2 separate regions of the Gossypium arboreum genome follow, and region 1 is linked to region 2. Evidence: chromatin contacts called from public Hi-C data. All regions are on one chromosome and are shown on one strand. Each heading gives the region's core, a stretch centred on a gene start, on an enhancer-like site or on the middle of the called end of the contact. The rest is flanking DNA. Distances are from core to core; before and after follow the strand shown. Region 1 holds the start of LOC108464909 (protein virilizer homolog). Region 2 holds the start of LOC108460192.

Region 1 (5,956 bases), core at 2,258-4,757, 360 kb before region 2:
CAACTTCAGCAAGTAACTGTAACCATCACTAGTGCCAGAAGGGATATTTTCATCCTCACGAGGCCACCAACCAAGAAATCCCTCACATCCAACAGAATGTCGAGTAGCCTGCTCAATAACTCCAAGTAGCAACAATGTAATGGTAATCGAGTTCTGCATCTGGTGATCAAAAAGATATGCAAGCTGATCCATTCCCCCACAGTTGACAAAGTGAAAGCAGCTCTCCTTAGTGGAGCACAAGAAAAGAGCCACATTCAACCCCAAGATGACATTCTTACTCTGTAAATTGAGATTAGCATATGAAATATGGATAAGCATTAATTTCATACCGAAGTAATGTTATATCTTTAAATTCAAAAAGGAATGCAATATAATATAAATAACAAGGAAAACAGCCTCTATCTCAATCACCTCCGGTAGCTGGCAATGCCCAAAATTAGAGGAGCTCCTATTGAAATGAAAACATGGTGATAGCATTTCCACCAACTGTTTGGAAGAAGCCAAATCAGCATCAGACTCCATAAAGATACATTCTGTCAATGATTCAGAGGACTTGTTCGTGGATTTACGTTGAAGAGTCTCATAGAGCTCAAGCAGCTCTTTTCTGGCCTCACTTATACCATGGTTCAACTCCTTAAAATCTTTGTTTCTTCCTGATGTAAGATGCTTCTGATTGATTGCATTAGATTCTAAGTCAAAGGTTACAAATGAAGCAGCCGCTAATGCTAGAGTATGAACAACTTTATGTACTTCGTGACCAAGGTTTGGCAATTCCAAAATTTTCAACATTTGCTGCAGTAATTGCTTAACCTCTACTGACAAATCTAGTGTGACTACTGGTAAAGATAAAACATTTAAAGAAGATAATGATTCCTCAAATGTCCGATTAAACGCACGTAAGGGAAGAGGTAGGTCTTCAAGCTTTCCGTCAGCAGAGCTAACAAGATTAGTTAGAGAGCTATCATCGAATTCAATGTTGAACTGCCCCAAATCCTCTGCTGTATTTCCATATATGATCAAACTTAAACTCCGGTAGCTACCTCTTACAACTAGATGGTTGGTTACAACTGCCTGCAAAAGATCACAGTACAATTTTAAACAAACTCGGTGTCCACATATAGCTTTCTCAAAATAAAGACACACCAGGTGGACAGATAGGAAGCATAAAATACTTTTAAATAAAGGATAGATAACTATAAACGGGAGATGAGAAGATAAGCAGAGCTATCTTATGCTAAAGATGATAAAAGTTTTCTGCAGCCTCAACAAACTGTTTAATTGCACATCCCATCAATCAAATTGCTAATGCTAGCAAATTCCCAAAAAAAAATTTGTTAATTCAGTCTTTTTAAAACATTTTATTATGCAGCAATCAACCTATAGGTGTACATAAATGCATATATATGGATAAAAGTGCAGGCTTACATAAACCATTGCATAAAGTGAGGCAACATAACCTGAAAAAGTTCAAATTTAGAATTCAAATAAATCCCAATGGTATAGGAATGGTAGAATCACCTCAACTTCAAGCACATTTGATGAAGAATGAGAATATAGAAAAGGCTGACAGAGGCGCCTAAATCTTGTCTCTCCCTCACTCTGAACAAACACCTCCAAAGCAAATGAAGGGGGTGAAGTGGCCCTGTATAAATTACAGCATAGAAAATTAGGTTTTCAGAAACCTCAATATTCCAATAACTGAGAAGCACAATAGCCAAATTTATGGCATCAATTAAAATAATGTATATCCTTCCTACTAGTTTGCGCCTAACCCCAACAATGGAACACATGCTGAAATTTGTTATTAATATAATAATGTATCATACTAATTAAACCATATACAAAAGAACATATTTGTGATGCACCAATTACTGTTTATAATCAACAAAGTCTCAGATTTCAAATCTGTCAATTAACAAATTCAGAACTCCACATTCCTCGCTCAGCTGGATGAAAAAATCATGGTAAGATGCAAGGGTTTGAAAGCACTCAATCTAGGCCATGATAAAGCAGGTGCAAAAGGCTTCGACTTCCTCGCCTGTTTAAGAAGCTGTTGTTGCTTGAGGTGAATCAGTTGAGTTTGGTCCTAACGTATATAAGAGAGAGGCTGCTTTTAGGTATGAAAAAGGTAGATGATCTTAACTATCAATTTCATAAGAGAAGCAAGAGAGGTAGATGAAAGGTATGCCAGTTTCATTCTTGCTTTTGCTTATCGGGGGTTTTGGCAGAATTGGGTTCGACTTTTCAAAGCCGATTTGATAGGAAGGCAAGAAGAAAGAAATATTTCTAGACGAAGAAAGGGAGAGAAAAACATTGCCACTCTTGAGAGAAATTGGATAAGGCAGAAAAATAAAGAATTGGCAATCAATAAATGGAAGAAAAGAAAGAGGAGAAGTCTCATCTCAACATATTAAAACAATTCAAATCAATTCATCAATCAACAATCATTTTCCTTAAATTTATTTTGACTCGCCTAAAGGAGGAACAATTCCCACCAATTAACCCCTGCTTACCATTCCTATTCTTTTGCTGTTCTTTCCCTCCAACGAAACACAATATAAGTGCCAAATTAAAACTTCCACTACTGAACTACATCATACCAACAAAACAACATATAATATATTTCAGGAGAGGGATATGTCAATTGTATACATACTTCCCTAGCTTCTAATGACCATAATTCAATAAAATCATGCGAAGAAAACAAAATTATAACACCAACATTATCATGTACATGAACAGTTCCCATGAGAAAAATAACCCTACAAACTGTAGGAAGCTTACTAGCTTAACATACCCAACAAGCGATACAGCTTGAGAAGCTGAGGACGCATTCTGTTCAAGGAACTCACACGCAGTTATAACAACTGGTTCAGCAAACAATACCTGAGAAAAACAAGAAATCAAAATCAAAACACAACCGAAACCCATAAATTAAATTCTTATAAAAGAAAATGCAATACTACATTCAATCAATAAACCAAGAACCAACGAAACATTCCAATAAAATCCTGGATTACCACAAAAAAATATCATTTAATTATTCCTTGCCAACCCATTTCATAAAATGCCAAAAAGGGAAGAAAGAATCCACACCAAGAAAACAAGATACCTCGTCGACGTATTCGTCCAAGTGAGTGTGAACAAAAGTCTGAGAAAACAGAACGCAGGGCTCGGGTCGACCCATTTTGGTTTAGGGTGTTAGTTTATCGATCTTCGGGTCCGATTAACGAGGGGACATGAAAATCTGAGGAAAAATTCTGGATTTGGGTTTGTTTAAGATTTTTAGGGTTTTGGATTTGATTTCTAAACCCCCGCCGCCGATTAAAGAGTGTTTGGTTCTGGTTGAAAGGGGGTTCAGTTTTTGTTTTTTGGCCTAACCGGACCTTGAACCAGAGAGGGAAGGCGGAGTTAGAACAAGGTTTTACTAATTAAAATTAAATACCTTCAGATTTCAAAACTTTTCTTTTTTCCTATGGAGATTTCAAGATTTTTCTAATTTGATCCTTCGTTACATTAAGTAATAATTAGATGGTTAAAATATGTCACAAGTCCCTGTACTCTTTTTAAATTAAGAATTTAGTCCTTTTAGCTTTATTTCTAGGAATTTAGTCCTACTTTTCAGATTTCAAAATTCAGTTTCAAATGTTAATATTGTTAATTTTATTAAATTTATTGGTGTGACATTTTAAAATAAAATATTCACTTGGTAGTTATATAACTAAAAAATGGTGTTGTAATTAACATAAATTTAACAAAATAATTTTAACACGGTTAATAGTTGGACCTAAATTTTAAAATATAAAAAGTAGAGAGACTAAATTCCTAAAAGGAGAAGTATATGGACTAAATTCCAAATTTTGAAGAGTATAAGGACTTATGGGATATTTTAACCTATTCATAATTTAGTTTTTATATAATAACAATGATAAATTTAATCCTTAATATTTATATATTTTATCTATTTGACCATAATTCTTTTTAGCTAAATTTGCCTCTAATCTATTTAAAAGAATCAATTTTATAATCAACCTTTCAAAAGAGTTGAATTACTATTTTTAACAAAAATATTTAATAAATCGTTAAATTTTTAAATATGACAACCCACGTAATACGTCATACTAATTTTTTAACTTTTTATAATTTTTTTATTTTTAAATTTTTAAATTATTTGTTGACGTAAGATAAATAGTGTAATGTTAGCATGAAGTACACACAGACTCTCACGGGTTGTTACATTAACATCAATGAAAAGTTAATGTTTTGGTCAACATTTCTGTTTAAAAAATTGATTTTACTCTTTTTTAAATGTTAATAACCAAAGTTAGCTAAAAGTTAAAAACCAAATTGATAAAAAACTGTAAAAGTTGAGGTCTAAATTTATAATAATTTATATATTTAAGGGTAAACTACAAGTTTAGTCATTATATTTTCTAAAAAATATGTTACGATCAATAAACTTTTAAAATTATTATATAACCACTAACGTTATTAATCTGTTATATTATGATCACTTAGTCGATAAAGGTGTAAAATAAGCTAATATGGCATGTTAATGTAATCATTTCAGATGAAATTTTAAATTAAATTATACAATTAGTCCCTATACTTTTTCTTTCTGAGCAAATTTTTTTTCCCTTTTTATTTCTTTATTTTCCTTCTCTTCTTCTCCCTTCTATTTTCTCACATTCTTCAATGGCTACCATTTTTTCTCCCATTATAGACAAAGTTTTAAAACATTTCTTTGAACTCCATTAATGGAACTTAAGTCACTATAATGGCAAAAAAAATAACCCTTTAACATTTTCAAAAAAAGAAAATATAACAACCCGTAATTAAAGAAAAAATCCACATTCAAAATTCTAAATTCAGATACACTATTAGGTATAAAACGGAAATATAAAAGAAAAATGAAGAACATACAAATTTTGATTTTTGGCAACAATTCCACATCCAAGATTCAAAATTCAGATACAAAAATGGGTTTAAAATGGGATGCATTAACAACTATTCCTCTCTTCAAGCTCTTTTATCTTTTTTTTTTCCATTATAAACCCATTTTTTAACTAAAATTTGAATTATAGTTGTGGGTTTCTTTGACTACGGTTTTTATGTTTTTTTTTTAATATGAATGGATTATTCTTTGTCATTATCATGACTTAAGTTCCATTGATGGAGTTTAGAGTGTTTTTTTTTTTTTTAAGTTTTGTCAAAAGATAATCATTGAAGAAACAGAAAACAAGAGAAGGAAAATGTAACTATAACACTCCTAACTCATATCCATTGCCGGAACAGGGTTACGAAGCATTACCGGAGTTTACAGATCAAATAAGCAAACATTTCATATCATATACGTTCATGTCAGAAACCAATCAAAATTAAACATATTGTCTTTTATACGAGCCCTTGGGGCCCAAAATACGCGTTAGAAATAAGTTGGGACTAAATCGGATACTTAAAAAATTTTTCAAAAAACATTGAAATTTTTCAAAGTTGTAGAGGTCACACGATTGTGTGGCCAGGCCATGTGACTCACATGGTCAGGAGTCATGCCCGTGTCTCAGGCCGTGTGGGCATTCGAAATAGGGACGCACGGCCGTGCCTCAGCCCGTGTCCATGCCCGTGTAACTCTCTGACTTGGGTCATATGGCCAAGTCACACGCCCATGTGCTAAGCTATATAAGTATACTGACTTGCATTCTTAAGAAGATACAAGGGACACACGGTCGTGTCATTTGGTCGTGTGTCACATACTCTTGTGTCTCTGCCCATGTGGATTAAAATAGGTCAATTTCCAAGCCACATTTCTCACCCAATTTGACACCAACCTAACTCAACATTTTTGCACATCAACAAGCCATAATAAGGCATTCAAAACAAGGCAAAATCAAGCCTTAAACATGAAATATCACCACATACAACCAATATGCCCTTAGGCACCTCAAATGATGACTTA
Region 2 (5,937 bases), core at 2,186-4,685:
AAAATTAATAACATGTTAAAAACGGAAAGCGACAATTAATTCAACAAAATTATTGGGAAAAACAGCACTTAAACTAAATATAGTGTAATTGAGAAGTAATTACAGAAACATACAAGTAAAGACCTAATTCGTAAGCCATATCAGAGAGAACTTGCTGGTCTGAACGGCTGAAATTTCGTTTAATGATCATCTCTTGCTCCTGTCCTTTTTCCATTTGATTCATCTTATCCCACCACTCAGCCTCATCCAGAACTTCCATCTAAACACAAGCACAAGTATATAAAAATACTAACAAACTTCCATTTTTGTTACTTTTATTAACCAATTTTTTGCTGCTTACAAAGATGTACTTATTGTAAAGCAAATGATGAAAAGTTAACATGGTACTATAAAAATCAGCAAAAAATTTAAAATTGACAGACTAGCACTCGGACAAAGAAAACTTATGAAATTTGGTATCTAGAAAATTTTATTTATTAAAATCATTCAAAATTGCTAGTATTTACCTTTGTATTTCAAACGTCAATCAGAAACATCCTAAAACAGAAGCTAATTGCATAATGAGGCAAAAACTTAATCAGCAGCTTAAACCTTAGTTACGTAATTTCAAACAAGCCAAAAACAAAATTTTGCAGTTCCTAGATACCTCAGCGGCCTTTTGACGGAGACGCTCAGCGCGCCAAGCCGGGTCCCACCAGCGCTGTTCACCGCCTCGTCCTCCGCGTCCTCCGCCGCCGCCTCCTCGGCGCCCACCTCCGCGGCCGGAGTTGGGACCCCCGCCTCGACGGCCACCTTGGTAGTTAGGGCGATAAGACATAGCGAAAGATGAAATCTGGAGTGGAGAAAAAGGAAAGATCGGCGTAGGGGCGGGGAAGGGGCGATTGAAAAGAAGCGAAGTGAGCTTATTATTAATGCTAAGCAAGCGCACAGGCATTTATACACGGTGGACCGAAGAAAATTGGAGCTCTTACTTTATGCACATGGTAATGGATGGATCGCACTGTGGGAAGTGGGGCGGTTAGTTGAGTTGGTTTATTGGTTCGTGAAGCGATTTGAACAATATCATGCTTTAGGTTATCATTTCTCACATTAATCTTGCTAGTAAACTTTTGGGTTAATGCAATTTTTATTTCAACTATAAATATTAAAATTATACATAAATTATAATTTAATATGTAATATTATATATTAATGTTGATTGTAAACTTTCTATTAAATATTAATTTAATCAATCTTCATAAATTATTAATACGATTATCGATATAATATTGTTTTTAAGTTTACATATTGCAATACAAATAATTTTATATATCAAATATAAAAATAAATTATTGTATTTATTTCTTTAAATACGTACAATTAAATAAAAATTAATGATTTATATATATATTTGAAGTATAATCAAAGTTTCAATGTATAATTACATCAAATTAAAGCTTGTGTATCAAATTACAGGTCAAATCAAAGTTCATGTATAGTTTTAATATTTATTTCTTAAAAGAAGTAAAAATATAATGACGTAACACTTTAAGATTGTATTGCATCGTATCAAGTTAAGGAACCAAAATAGATATTGTCTAGTTTAGGTGGCAAAATGGACAAAAAAAAATGTATCAAATTGAACTTAGTTGCCAAGTTTAGGGGTAAAAAATTATATTAAGGCTAATTTTTTACTCTAGCTTGTGGGATAATTTTTTTTAATATGATTTGATTAAAATGCGCTTTTTTTTTACATTTGGAATTTAATTTTCTAACTTTTATGTCAAATATTTTAGTTCCTCTGTTAGATTAAAAAAAAAAATACAAGCTAAAATTGTTACACAATTAAAAAATTCTGATTTTTTAAAATTGAAAGGTAAGGATTAAAACAAGATCCTAATCATTACAAATTGTTACGTGACTATTAAGTGAGTATTTGTTTTATTTTATTTTATTTAAGATGTCGCATTAATAGATTTAATGAAAGAATTTTAATGATATTAACAACTAGGCTTAAATTATGAAATTTAACAACTAAATATTTGAAATTAAAAATAGAAGAACTAAATTCTAAATATATAAAGAGTACATGAATTGGACTATATTTTAACCACATTAATTTCATTATATTCATTTTCAAATATAGAATTAAAACTTGTTTATCCAATCCAATATTTAAGGGCAAATCACAAAAATATTACCTAATTACGCTATTTGTTCTTTTTTTTGTTATGTAAGTGTTAACTTTTGATATAGTCACTTAATTTTTGAAATTAAATATTCCAGCTACTCTAAGCTAATTGAGTTTTTTTATTGATATAATAATAAAATTAGTCTTTTAATATCTACACATTATAACAATTTGATCCTAAATATAAAAAATTTGAAAAAATCAGCTCTCAAAATTTATAAAATTTATTATTTTATTTGAATTAAAAAAATTTCCCTCAACATTTATAAAATTTGTTAATTTAGTTCTAATTATAAAATTTTAAAATTTAAATTTAAGGCAAGGCTGTTGAACAAAAATATACTCTATCATTTAAATTATGCTTTGGTATTTCACAACCATGTTTACTTGATAATTGGAAAAGTTAATTGCTTCTGTAGATATTTGAGAGCAAAGGAGAATTCAGAATCTTCTATAATGCAAAAAAACAAGTGGCAATGCCTCAAGAATTCTATCTCGCAACAGATAGGATACTTCAGCAGCGGCCGTTGTTGATTTATTTGACAAGGTTCTATCAAATTCACCTAGTCATTATCCTACTACTAATCTTACTATAAAAGCAAAGTAGCAGTACTCACTACCTGTTTGTTGTCTTTTATAGCTTTCTATTGCAAGAATTCAATCTCCATGTTGATCACAGGGCAGCGGAAAAGGTAGAATACAATCAAAAAGTAAAATTATAGTTTTAGTGCATTGTGATATTTCTAGTCGATACTTTACACTTATCGAAGAGAAAGAAATGATGTCAAAGAGATACAGGAGGAGAGTGGAGATGCTAGAATGGTCTGTTATATTTTGTGTCCTATACTGCTTTTGACATTTATATTTATGGTCAGCATGTGATGAGAATTGCAAATATAATTACGATGTATTTTTTAAATTTTAAAATTAAAATATTTTATAAATATTGAGGACTAAGTTTATTAATTTTTTAGAACTTGAATTAAAATGAAAAATTTTGTAAACATTGAAAACTAATTTTACTGAATTTTTATATTCATAATCAAATTAATAAAATGTATAAACATTAAAAGGACTATTTTATTATTAAACTAATAAAAAGATCACATCATATCGAAGAACTAAAATATTTAATTTTAAAAATTGAATAATTAAATAAAAAATAATTAAATAATTAAAATAGAAAAAATGCATAATTAAGTAACAATTTTATAGTTTACTCTATTTTTAAATATTTGAGTAGGTGATTTTGCAGCCCATGGATATAGTCCATAAAAAGAAAGAAGAAGTCAACCCCTTCAGCCCATCGAATGCTTATTGATATTTGAGCCGGTGGTTTTCCGGCCCATGGTCATTGTCATGACCAAGAAAGCCCACAACTTCTTCCTTCGACGTCACCTCACCACCGGCCACCCAAACCTTGATTCTCTCCTACTCACATCCAACAGAAAGATCCGATCGAAGAAACCGCTCTAGAGGCAGCTACTCTGCCTTATTTCTTTACCTCTTCAAAGAGCGGTTCACTTGTCATATCTCCGGTTCAATCAACCCCGAGCTTCAGAGAAGCCGCTCTAGGCCTGTATTAGGGCATCCGACCAATCGGAGGAGAGGGTGAGTCATGGTGGATCCGGCGAATACTCCGCTTGGAAAGATGCTGTTGGAGGAGATCACTCCGGTGGTTATGGTGCTTTGCACTCCACTCGTAGAAGAATCTTGCCTTAAGAACGGCCTCTCCTTTGTCCAAATGCTCTCCCCTTTCTGCGACTTCACCAACATCGATGGTGAGTAATCCGAAACTTTCTCTATTTTTATGTCCACAGTTGTACGTGTTTGTGTATTTGTACGTTGACTTTGAGGTGACTTACTTTTCTTTTTTACTTATCTGAATTATGGTGACAGTGCCTGTTCGGACGGCGATTGATCAACCCTACAGGTTGCACAAGTTCAAATTTAGGTTGTTTTACGCCTCGGATATTTGGCAACCCAATCTCGAGGTAATTTCTCTTGAGATTCCTGGTTTTGTAGCTTAATAATATATACGTAGGTGAAGATCACTGAATTCAAATTTCTATGATTTGGATTTACGTGATAACGAGAATTTGGTAATAGGAACGTAATCGCCAGCACCGGTAAGCTATTAGTCGAATTAGAAGACCGAGCTATTTCAGTTGGAATATATCTGACATTGATTTTTGAGCTTTTATAGAGTATATTAGTGTAAGAATCTGGAAATTTTAACTGATTGGATCGAGGGAGATTTATTGTACCCTGATAAGTCTAAAAGTTGTATGTTTTACACTTCATAGTGGGTCTGCAATTTCAATCATGTGAGAATTTTTAGCTTCATTTTCTGGAGGTTTGCTTCTGAAATATATGTCAATTGACTAGGTAGCAAAGGAGAGACTAAAGCAAGTTATTACTAAGGCGGGAGAGGACGATTTCCCTGAAATATCTTCAGATCTACCTCAAGTGAATGATCTTCTCTCAAGTAAGTTACTTTCAAGTTTGAAATCTTTTAACGGGTATCATTTTGCATGGTTTATTGTTGTCATTTTTATTAGCATTTTGTTTCCTGTGGCTAGATTTTCATTTTTAATATTCTATTGAGATTGTCTGATTTTGTAGCATGACCTTATTTTTTGTAGTTATTAATAAAACTTAACTAGTTGCTTTGATTTATATATGGTGAATGTTTTATGCAGGGCATGAGTCTGAAATTTTACCGACATGGTTTCAGTTTTTCAATAAAGAGCTTGTACGTACCTTGTCTTTTTCTGATCATGAAGCTTTTGATCATCCTGTGGCATGTAAGCTTTGGAAGTTTATTCAATACCATCCTTTTCCCCTTGTTGCATTTAAGCTCTGCTAATCATGTCCTTTCCACTTTATGGATTTCTTTAAACTATTCATTCTAGACACCGTATTGTATTCTCTTGTTGATTGTTTCTTCTCCAAAAATGATTTGTAGGCCTTTTGGTTGTTTCTTCAAGGGATGAGGAACCCATAAATAGATTTTTAGACCTCTTTAACACCAACAAATTGCCCTCCCTTCTCAATGATGGTGCAATGGACCCAAAGATTTTGAAGCATTACTTACTTGTGCATGATAATCAAGATGGTGCTTCAGAGAAGTATGCCACACCTTCATATTTGTTTATGGTTGAAATTATTAAGTTCGATAAGCATGATAAAATGCTGTTAATTCTGCTCTCTAATTTCATAAGGACATGCATGCCTATATAGATTTAACTTTTTATTTTTCTGTGGAGCAATGTGCATAAATAATATACATTTCTTTCTTTTTTTTATTAATCGTTATATATTAATTTTATTTTTCTTACTTTTGTTATTACGACATTTTAAGGCTGCTGATTAGGCTTGCAAGAATATTTCAGCTGCAGCTAATTGAATATATTATATTACCAACCATATGTATGCATGGAGACATGAACCCAAGTGGAAAATGCAAGAACCTCAGTTTGAATAGCTAAAACCTGGAAAGAGATTCCTGCCATGTATGAAGAAACCTAGTTTAAAAAAAGAATCCTACATGACATAGAATAAAATGGTTTGATTGAAAACATCCTCAAAGAAGCTGTAGGAAATGGAAGCTCATCATGTGTGATATGGATTAGGGAAGAGAACAGCAGCAAATAAGAGAATTAGGGCTGAACAAACAAATTGGAAAGGTGGAACTCTAGAAAACTTAGGGTTATAGAAAACCTCTAGTTTTTCTATTAAGTTAGAAAATAATCAGAACAATAAAT

The links. A called contact is a pair of places that touch in the nucleus more often than the background predicts.
Region 1: a Hi-C map of leaf shows a contact between it and region 2, with 3 times the contacts expected there. The contact joins the promoter of LOC108464909 here to the promoter of LOC108460192 in region 2. A contact is called at or near these places in 2 of 5 Hi-C or Micro-C datasets (both in leaf).

The regions. Positions count from the first base shown.
Region 1 is chr4:41,557,609-41,563,564 of ASM2569848v2, reverse strand. It overlaps LOC108464909 (protein virilizer homolog), which reads right to left and starts at 3,507. Exons shown (of 28, transcript XM_053027178.1): 1 at 3,113-3,507; 2 at 2,798-2,886; 3 at 1,519-1,642; 4 at 412-1,071; 5 at 1-279. The coding sequence starts at 3,187.
Region 2 is chr4:41,201,412-41,207,348 of ASM2569848v2, reverse strand. It overlaps LOC108460192, which reads left to right and starts at 3,435. Exons shown (of 28, transcript XM_017759586.2): 1 at 3,435-3,951; 2 at 4,070-4,164; 3 at 4,559-4,658; 4 at 4,873-4,977; 5 at 5,139-5,301. The coding sequence starts at 3,789. LOC108460507 (DExH-box ATP-dependent RNA helicase DExH1) reads right to left here and starts at 1,102. Exons shown (of 16, transcript XM_017760022.2): 1 at 647-1,102; 2 at 114-259. The coding sequence starts at 934.